Linked DNA regions of Mus musculus: region 1 is linked to region 2. A link is a contact called in public promoter capture Hi-C data. All regions are on one chromosome and are shown on one strand. Each heading gives the region's core, a stretch centred on a gene start, on an enhancer-like site or on the middle of the called end of the contact. The rest is flanking DNA. Distances are from core to core; before and after follow the strand shown. Region 1 overlaps D830013O20Rik (RIKEN cDNA D830013O20 gene). Region 2 holds the start of Six1 (sine oculis-related homeobox 1).

Region 1 (4,084 bases), core at 272-2,771, 320 kb before region 2:
CAAGACTACTCAAAAGGAATGCAGGGAAACTGTGGTATGACCTGGGCCCCACCCCCTTCCTCAGGGCACTTTCAGCTTACTATGTCCACAACTGTACCTAGGTGCAGGCAGTTTCCCCTTGAGGTCCACGCTGCCCTCTCTGATTGGAGTGTCTACCATACTCCTTCCCACTGACTGGCTCTGGCTTACCCTTTCCGAGGGGTACCACTCTCTCAGGTGCTCCCATCAGTTACCTTTTCAAGGTGTTCTCGGAGCTACCACATGACATAGTACAATAATAAATGACAGGGTGGCTATCCATATATTGCAAACACTTCAGTGTCTTGCATAGGAAACTAGCTTTGGTGACAGTGAAGGGGGCTGGTCTCCATTCTCCCACCTGAGCAAACCCTGAGGAGACTGAACTGCTATTTAAATGCATACTAGCTAGCAGAGGGGACAAGGACACAGGGGACGGTGACTCTGACAGGAAGTATCAAGCAGCATCATTGTAAACACCTTTGTGCCACATCCCAGGGACTCAGCCTGCCTTGTTAGCTTGTACCACTGAAGATTCGGAATCACACAGCCTACCGGGTGGTCCAGAACCCAGTCTTGGGGGTCAGTCAGTCTTCTTCCTGAGTCCTGTCAGCGCTGACATTGTCCCTGAATCTGTTCTATCACCTTAAAGAAGGCAAAGGATAAGCTTTCTGTGTTAGAGTGTCGTGAGAGGGCAGGGAGCTGATAACAGACAGTAAGGACTCAGTAATGGTTGCTCTGCTTATTTTATTGACAGAAGCATTTTGGCCGTTCGGAAGAGAAATTACCATAAGCTAGGTGGTCAGGGAGGGCTCCATGGAACATGAGACTTGAATGGGCCTGAGAAGATGGTTTGGGATTTCTATAGGAAATGAGGAGAGAGATAGGTTTCATGATGACCACAAACACAAGACTGGCTGGTCTAGACCCTGTTCCAAGTACTTTGGTTTCTACCCTTTCATCAGGCATCCTGGCTTAGGTAGCAGCCCCTCCCAGGCCTGCCTCCAGGTCTGGCGATTTCCCCTCCTCTCTGAAACCCCTGTGATTTGCTACATGCCATGTGGCCTTCTAATTCCATCCCAAGGCTCCAGAGGTGCAGATCTGCAAACCAGCATGATTAGCCACCCTTGCTGGCTTCCCATTCAGCATATAAATCTAGTGCCTGGGATTACCTCATGCCAGAAACCCGACAGCCAAGTCAGATGGTTTAGGCATTAATAGCAGTGAGTGCTGCAGAGACTCAACAATGCAAACCTTCCCAAAATGAACCATCCTGACCTCCCTCGCGCTGACAATGCGTGTGTGACATCATGTGTAAATGAGCCTTAAATTTGAACCAGGTGCTGAGAGCTGTCTGGCGTCTCCTGGCTGCTGTATTAACCACGAACATGCACAAGAGGATTCCGAGGCAGTAAAATGGAGCGGGACCAATGGCAATGACCAGGGCTGAGCGCGGCAGCTGTGGCGATGAACATTCAAATCACACCCACGCGGTCGGGCCCAGGGCCCCCAGCCCCTGTAAGGCGCATTTCCGGAGGGCCGGGGAGCCCAGGGAATTTGGCTGCCTTCACTCAGAGGGTAAAGCTTCCCATGCAAATCAGACCACTGGACTTGCTTCCCAGGCCTGCTTCAGAGCTCTGGTTCCATTTGCATCCCGAGGGCAGGACTTGGCGTGCCAAAGCACAGCCCGACACAGCAGTTAGTCAAGGGCCTAGAAGGCTGTCACTCACAGGTATGCAGAGCCCCGGATGTGTTTTTGGAAGACCCAATTTGCTTTCAAACAAGAGTTGGCTTTGAGTCCCCCGATGCTGTGATTCTCACCAGGTTGGGACCTGGAGATAAAGGTGCCTTTGTTCACCTGGCACCACAGACTCCCTTGATGGGGCCTCTCCCCACGACTCATCATGTGTCTTAAAGGCTCTGGAACACTAACATCTGGAGGAATTGAATTAGGTGTGCAAAATGGTTGCAATGTCCCAACCACTGTTAGTCGTGGGTAGGAGAGAGGAGTAAAAACGTATTGGGGAGAAATAGTTCTTAAAAAGTAAGCCAGAAAAATGTAAAATGGTTTTTGCAGGCTTTGTTTTTTTTTTTTTTTTAAGTGTTTCCTGTTCATAATGCCCGACCCCAGACTAGTAACAGCACAGCTTGAGTTCTGATTCACTAATAAACCCACAGAAGCCAGAAACAGGAAGGAGAGAAACCCGGATACAGAGTAATTCTTTCTTAGTGGGGATCTGGGAGAAGCCCTACATACCCTGATGAAAAGTGGGGCCAAAGAAAGATGGCGGTCTGCATCCTACATTTCCTGTTTGAATTCCAGGTTCAAAGAATCCTTTCTCGCTTAGAAGGATGACTCTCCCGAGGGCACTGTGCTGCCCTGTGAAGTCTCTGGTTTGGGAGAGGGTTGAAGTGAAGGTGGGTAGCAGGTCTTTAATGGAGACAGAAAGGGCAGGGGTAGAACCCTTCCTGAAGGTCACGTTATTTTCTATAAAGAAATGAACTGTATATTCAACACATCAGAGTTAGGTTTTCAAAGGGAAGGAGTAAGCTACGTAAGGCTTGGAAATTCTTCCAGAGGAGGCGAGTGCGGGGTTTGATGGACAGTAAGAGTTATAAAGAGAAACACAAAGGCAACTGGATGAGTGTGGAGGCAGAGTTCACGGGAACCCCCTTTGTAATAGGACCTCAGGCTGAGCTAGATCACCTAAAACTCCAGACAAGGTCCTCACATCCACCAGCTTTAAGGCCTGAGAAAAAAATTAAGTATAGGTTTTGACATGGCCAGCCCTTGAAGGCTAATAGTGCTTCTTTTGGAAGATGACAGTGGTGTTCAATGCACAGGTGACTTCCCCTTCTGTTTTTTTAAAATCAGGTATTGTTCTACAGCCTTCGATGAAACTTGTCTCCTGCTTGAACAAAGTTCAAGTTAAGTTTGGCTTCCAGAAGTCTCCAACACCTGGCTCCCTCCCTCCTGCGTGCCTTCTGCTGCTGCACACATCTTTGCTGCTAGACACATTTTTCTCACTTTAAACTATACCTTGTAGTTTCCTTTGCTTTTGGTAATATTCACTCTGCAAGCAAAAGCCCTTCCTCTTCCTCTCAGTTCCCTTCCAGTTATCTTTCAATTTTATACCAGCTGTTACTTCTGCCACATTTTCATTCCTACTCCAGGAGGCAGGGAGCTCAGACCTCTGTGGACCTTCCCAATGGAACTTTTAACATTCTTCTTACACACACACACCTATATGTGTATGTGTATATGTATGTGTATATGTATGTGTGTGTGTATATATATATATATATATATGTTCTTTTTTCCAGCAAGCACCCATGAGGGACCTAGTGTTTACATGGGCCATGCAACAGACAAACTCTGCCCTTTAAGAATACTATCCTAGTATTTCGTACAGGTTGCCTCCATTGAATTATAAGCAACTAAAAAACAAATCCTAGACTTAGCAACATATACCTGTCATGTGCCTCGGTGACAGTGGAGTCCATCCACTCATAACCCTTCATAAAGGTCGGGCAGAGCACAGTTCTAGGTTTCAAGAAAATGGCTAAAAATGTTGTTAGCGAGTTTTATTTCTCCTTCTGGAAGTGACACTGTAGAATGTTTAGTAACTGCGTCTGGGAGTCATTAGACATCATTTGGGGGATTTGATTGAAAACAAAATTAGAAAGGCTTTCTTTTCCACTGATATTATGATGCACAAATGTGCCCAACCATTTAGTCTGGCTGGTTAATAAGCTGAGAATTATTCTGGATGACTGAAAACAAAGAATTTCTCTGAATGCAAATGAATGATAAATCTTTTAGACAGATGTGGAGAAGCTTCATGAATTTTGCTTCTCTATGAAATGTAAACATTACCCTAGTTTAATCATCCCTGATTGATTGGAGATACATTTGATAAGCTGATGATGTTTTAAAGTAAGAATTCTCTGTCAGTAACCCTCAAATTTATTTGAAATGTTGGCAAAATTCTGGACATTTATAAAGCAAGGATTAAATATTTTCCTTTACAAAGCTTATGAATTATTGGAGAAAAAGTCAACTTAA
Region 2 (3,992 bases), core at 506-3,005:
TGTGTGGGAGCTCATCAGAGAAGAGGTTTTCTGGCTACTTACAATCTCTCCAGGGAAACAGCCCTGAGGTGGGAACCCTTTATGATGTTGAAAGGCATGTAGCAGGGTGCACTGAACTGGGTGCATTTTTTAAAAAAACATCTAAATAATACAAAGGGAATCCCTTCTCTCACTTGGATCTCAAAATGCAAAGAGTTCTTTGGCTGATGGAATCAAACCACGGCAAGGAGACAAGCTAGTTTGAAGAGCCCAGTGTTTGCTCCCTGCCACTCCCTAAGAGGGCACACCGGAATCAAAAGCATTTTTGAAGTGTACTTAAAATTCTGTTTTCAACTTATCTAATCAGAGATAAGTATAGTCATAAAGTCACTCTCCCTCCACCTTCCCTTATCTCCACCCATTGTTCTTATCTCTTGCTTGACTTAGCCACTGACAATAGATTATCTTTGTTTAGAGAGGCTAATTGTTTTTGAAATCTTTTTAATAATTGCTTTGGAACAAGGTGTGCAAATGAGGCTTAAGTTAATTACAGCTTCATTTGTCTGTGCAGTTTTACTAAGCATTCTCCCCACAGAAACAAAATAGCAGATGATGGAACTTAAATTGCAGGACACATCTCATTGGCTGGCAGTAAAATAGGCCAGCATTGCAAACACACACACACACACACACACACACACACACACACACACTTTATTTAATCTTCTTGGAGCCACTGTGGTTCTAGCTTAGAGGGCAGTGTCCCTCTCAGAGCAGGGCAAGGATTATGTTACAACCAGACAGTTATTGGAGCTGGGCGCAGTTTTATTTAATTTACACCCCATTCAGCGCCTTTTGCATGAGGTTCCCCAATTTTTTTTTTTTTTTTTGCTAATGGCAAGTAAAGCTTTTCAGCATCCATCGGTAGCAGGGGTTGCTTTGAAAAAACGCAACCGTACAACTGGGGAAACTGAGTCCAGAAGTCTATGGACAGCAAGATTCTAAATTGCAGATGAAGCCCTGGTGTCTCTATGCTACAGTGCCAGGGTCAACCCTTCTGATCCCTCTTCTAGAGGCACTTTGAGAATGAGGGGAATGTTGCCCAGATCAGAGTCCTTGAGACCTTTAGGAGGTGTTAGGAGTTAGGAAGAGAAAGGGTGTAGGAGTTGGGGGGTGGGGGTGGGGGTGGGGGTGGGGGGCTAGGTTTGTCTTCACCTCCAGGAACCAAACCTGGAAGAAGCCACTTTCAGAGTGCTTGCAGCACAGAACCCTAGTCTCCTTTTGTATTATTTATCTCATTCCATAAGCTATTCATCAATCCATTATTTATTCATCTTAACATTAAGGTAATTAAATATGAGCTCACCGGGAAAAGCCAAGACTGCAAGAGACAGGGCTAAGAATATGGAGAAGAGGGTCATTAGAACGTCTGCAGCCATTGATTTGTGCTGCGTGAGGCTCCCCTTAGGTGACACCAAAGAGGGCGCCGCTTCGCAAGGTCCTGACTTGGTCACCACCCTTTTCAGCACCCCAGTTCCCTCCTCCCGACCCCACCTCACTTCCCACCTCTCCGGGTCCTTCTCCTCCCACCACTTCTTATCCTAGGCAGCACTCGGTAGCTTCGCCCTCCCCACGCGGGGCGGCAGGGTGGCGCGGCTTTGCTGCCGGGCCGGGCGGCGCGCAGGCTGGCCAGCTTCGGATAGGCGCCGCTCGCAGCCAATCAGCGTGTCGGGGACGCTGCGCGCTTTAAGGCCGCTGCGGGGAGAACAGAAACCAAGTTCCCCGGCAACCAGCAGCATCCACCCGGCGGCAGGCGGGAGCCAGCGAGGCCCAGAAGGCTGTAGAGAACGCCAGCCACTCGGAGTCTAGCTCACCCCTACTTCTCTTCGTCTTCCTTGGCCTCCCACCCGCCGAGGTTCGACTGGTCTCTTCGCCCGCGCCAAGGCTAGGGAGGGGGTTAGGAGCAGCCGCGCCCCCCTCCCCGCGGCAGCCGCCCCCTGCTCTCCCAGCTCTGCTCACTGCCGCGTGCGCCCGGGCCCGTGCGCCCCGGCAGCGCCAGCCATGTCGATGCTGCCGTCGTTTGGTTTTACGCAAGAGCAAGTGGCGTGCGTGTGCGAAGTTCTGCAGCAAGGAGGGAACCTGGAACGCCTGGGCAGGTTCTTGTGGTCGTTGCCCGCCTGCGATCACCTGCACAAGAACGAGAGCGTGCTCAAGGCCAAGGCGGTGGTCGCCTTCCACCGCGGCAACTTCCGCGAGCTCTACAAGATACTGGAGAGCCACCAGTTCTCGCCTCACAATCACCCCAAACTGCAGCAGCTGTGGCTGAAAGCGCACTACGTGGAGGCCGAGAAACTTCGCGGCCGACCCCTGGGTGCCGTGGGCAAATATCGGGTGCGCCGAAAATTCCCGTTGCCGCGGACCATCTGGGACGGCGAGGAGACCAGCTACTGCTTTAAGGAGAAGTCTCGGGGCGTGCTGCGGGAGTGGTACGCGCACAACCCCTACCCCTCACCGAGGGAGAAACGGGAGCTGGCCGAGGCCACCGGCCTCACCACCACCCAGGTCAGCAACTGGTTTAAGAACCGGAGGCAAAGAGACCGGGCCGCCGAGGCCAAGGAAAGGTACGCGGCGTGCTTGCCCAGGCTCGGGTGACCCCGGGAAGTTTCACCCTTCGCTCCCTTCTGCCCCCCGCAGGCGTCGCCACCAGCTTCCTACCCGCCGCCACCCGGCAGAGGTCCGTGGGGCGGCACCCCGGCCTCGGCGACGCTGCTGTGAAGGTTCATGAACTCTTGAGGTTGCCTGTTAGGGACTGGGTCGCGTTTGCGTGGAGCACTCGCGCGTGGGTTTCTTTGGTGAGGGAAAGTGTGGGGAACGGTCGGCGTTGGGTTTGTTTCATGCCCTCCGGGCTGGCTCCGGCGAAGAGAAGGGATGGCCAGGGAGTTTGTAGATCAGAGGAAACGGGGGTATTGCTTGGTATCGCGAGGGAAGCTGTTCGGTACGGCGGAAGGTCTCGAACCTCCGCTCTTTCGCTCCGTCTTGAAGCTGGTCTGAGTCGAACGCTCGGCCCCCAGTACCTCCCGGCTCTCTGCTCATTCTCTCCGGCTAGTCTATGGAGGAGAGTTCTGCTTCATTTCGCGCTAGTTGGACAAAGGGAGGAGTCTTGTAAAAAGAAATACCCTGGAAAGGGGACACTGGGGGTGTCGCTGCTGGGTGTCCTATCAGAGGCCCCAAGCCGGGAGAAGACTGCCGCCTGCCGCGCTCCCTCATGCTTGGCCGGGTTGCTTTCGCTGGCCCCGCCGCCGCCGCTGCGGGCGAGGAGAAGGGCTCCAGTCGCTGGCTTCCCCCTCCCGGGAGCACGGAAGCAAAGCTTTAAAAAAAGAAAAGAAAAGAAAGAAAGAAAAAGAAAGAAAGGGGAAAAGTCTCCCTTCTCCCCTCCTCTCCTCTCGCAGACGCGGCGGTTCCTCGGCCCGGGAGGTTCGTAGCGGAGCTTCTGGCCGAGGTTCGGAGGAGCGCGGGGCGGAAAAGTTGGGGAGCTGGGCACAGAGCCCCGCTGTGCTCGCCTTTGTTCACTGTCAGCCTGGGGGCCGAAGATCTGGCTTCCAGGATTCCCCCTGGGTGGGGAAACCACAGAGCCTGCCTAAATTCCGGGGAAAGGGGCTCTCCGGAAGAGAAAGACGGTGCTGGGAAGGGAGTGTGCAGGCGGGCGAGCGCTAGGCTCCGGGTGGCCGCCGGCGCTGGAAAGGAGGAAGAGCGAGCAGTCCTGAAGTTGAGTGGGACCCGGGGACCCGGGGACCCGGTGCGGGGACGGACTGACACTCCGTTGTGCGGGGTCGGCCGGCGCCCAGCCGGGGCGGGGCAGCGAAGTTTGCCCGGCTGAGAAAGGGTGGGAGGCTCTGGATTGTGGGCGAGCAGCTCAGAGAGGAGAGCAGGAGGGGCTGGGGAATGAACTAGGAGTAACGAAACAGGGATTGCTCGGCTCCAGCTACCCTTTAGTTTACAAAACGGCCGGTCCC

The links. Promoter capture Hi-C pulls out the DNA fragments that hold promoters and counts their contacts.
Region 1: a contact with region 2 is called in a promoter capture Hi-C map of embryonic stem cells, with 6 times the contacts expected there. The contact joins the enhancer-like site here to the promoter of Six1 in region 2. A contact is called at or near these places in 14 of 39 promoter capture datasets (the 3T3-L1 cell line, the HPC-7 cell line, HPC-7-derived erythroid cells and 9 more), 5 of 484 Hi-C or Micro-C datasets (the C2C12 cell line, embryonic fibroblasts, embryonic stem cells and 2 more), 11 of 115 datasets of contacts at active chromatin or transcription factors (the SCID.adh cell line, acute myeloid leukemia, craniofacial prominence and 5 more) and 4 of 9 other capture datasets (adipose tissue, embryonic stem cells, embryonic tail and 1 more).

What each region holds. Positions count from the first base shown.
Region 1 is chr12:73,365,103-73,369,186 of GRCm38.p6, reverse strand. All of the region lies in intron 3 of D830013O20Rik (RIKEN cDNA D830013O20 gene), which reads left to right. Among named protein-coding and RNA genes, the nearest start is that of Gm40442, 36 kb to the left of the region's middle. Within about 2 kb of position 1,521, at least 62 of the 459 cell types and tissues checked have an H3K27ac peak or open chromatin away from gene starts, as enhancers often do. A contact at or near this core is called in the C2C12 cell line, craniofacial prominence, embryonic fibroblasts and 4 more, where this site is marked.
Region 2 is chr12:73,044,475-73,048,466 of GRCm38.p6, reverse strand. Six1 (sine oculis-related homeobox 1) reads left to right here and starts at 1,755. Exons shown (of 2, transcript NM_009189.3): 1 at 1,755-2,600. The coding sequence starts at 2,041. Gm51264 (predicted gene, 51264) reads right to left here and starts at 2,582; the gene lies at 2,519-2,582.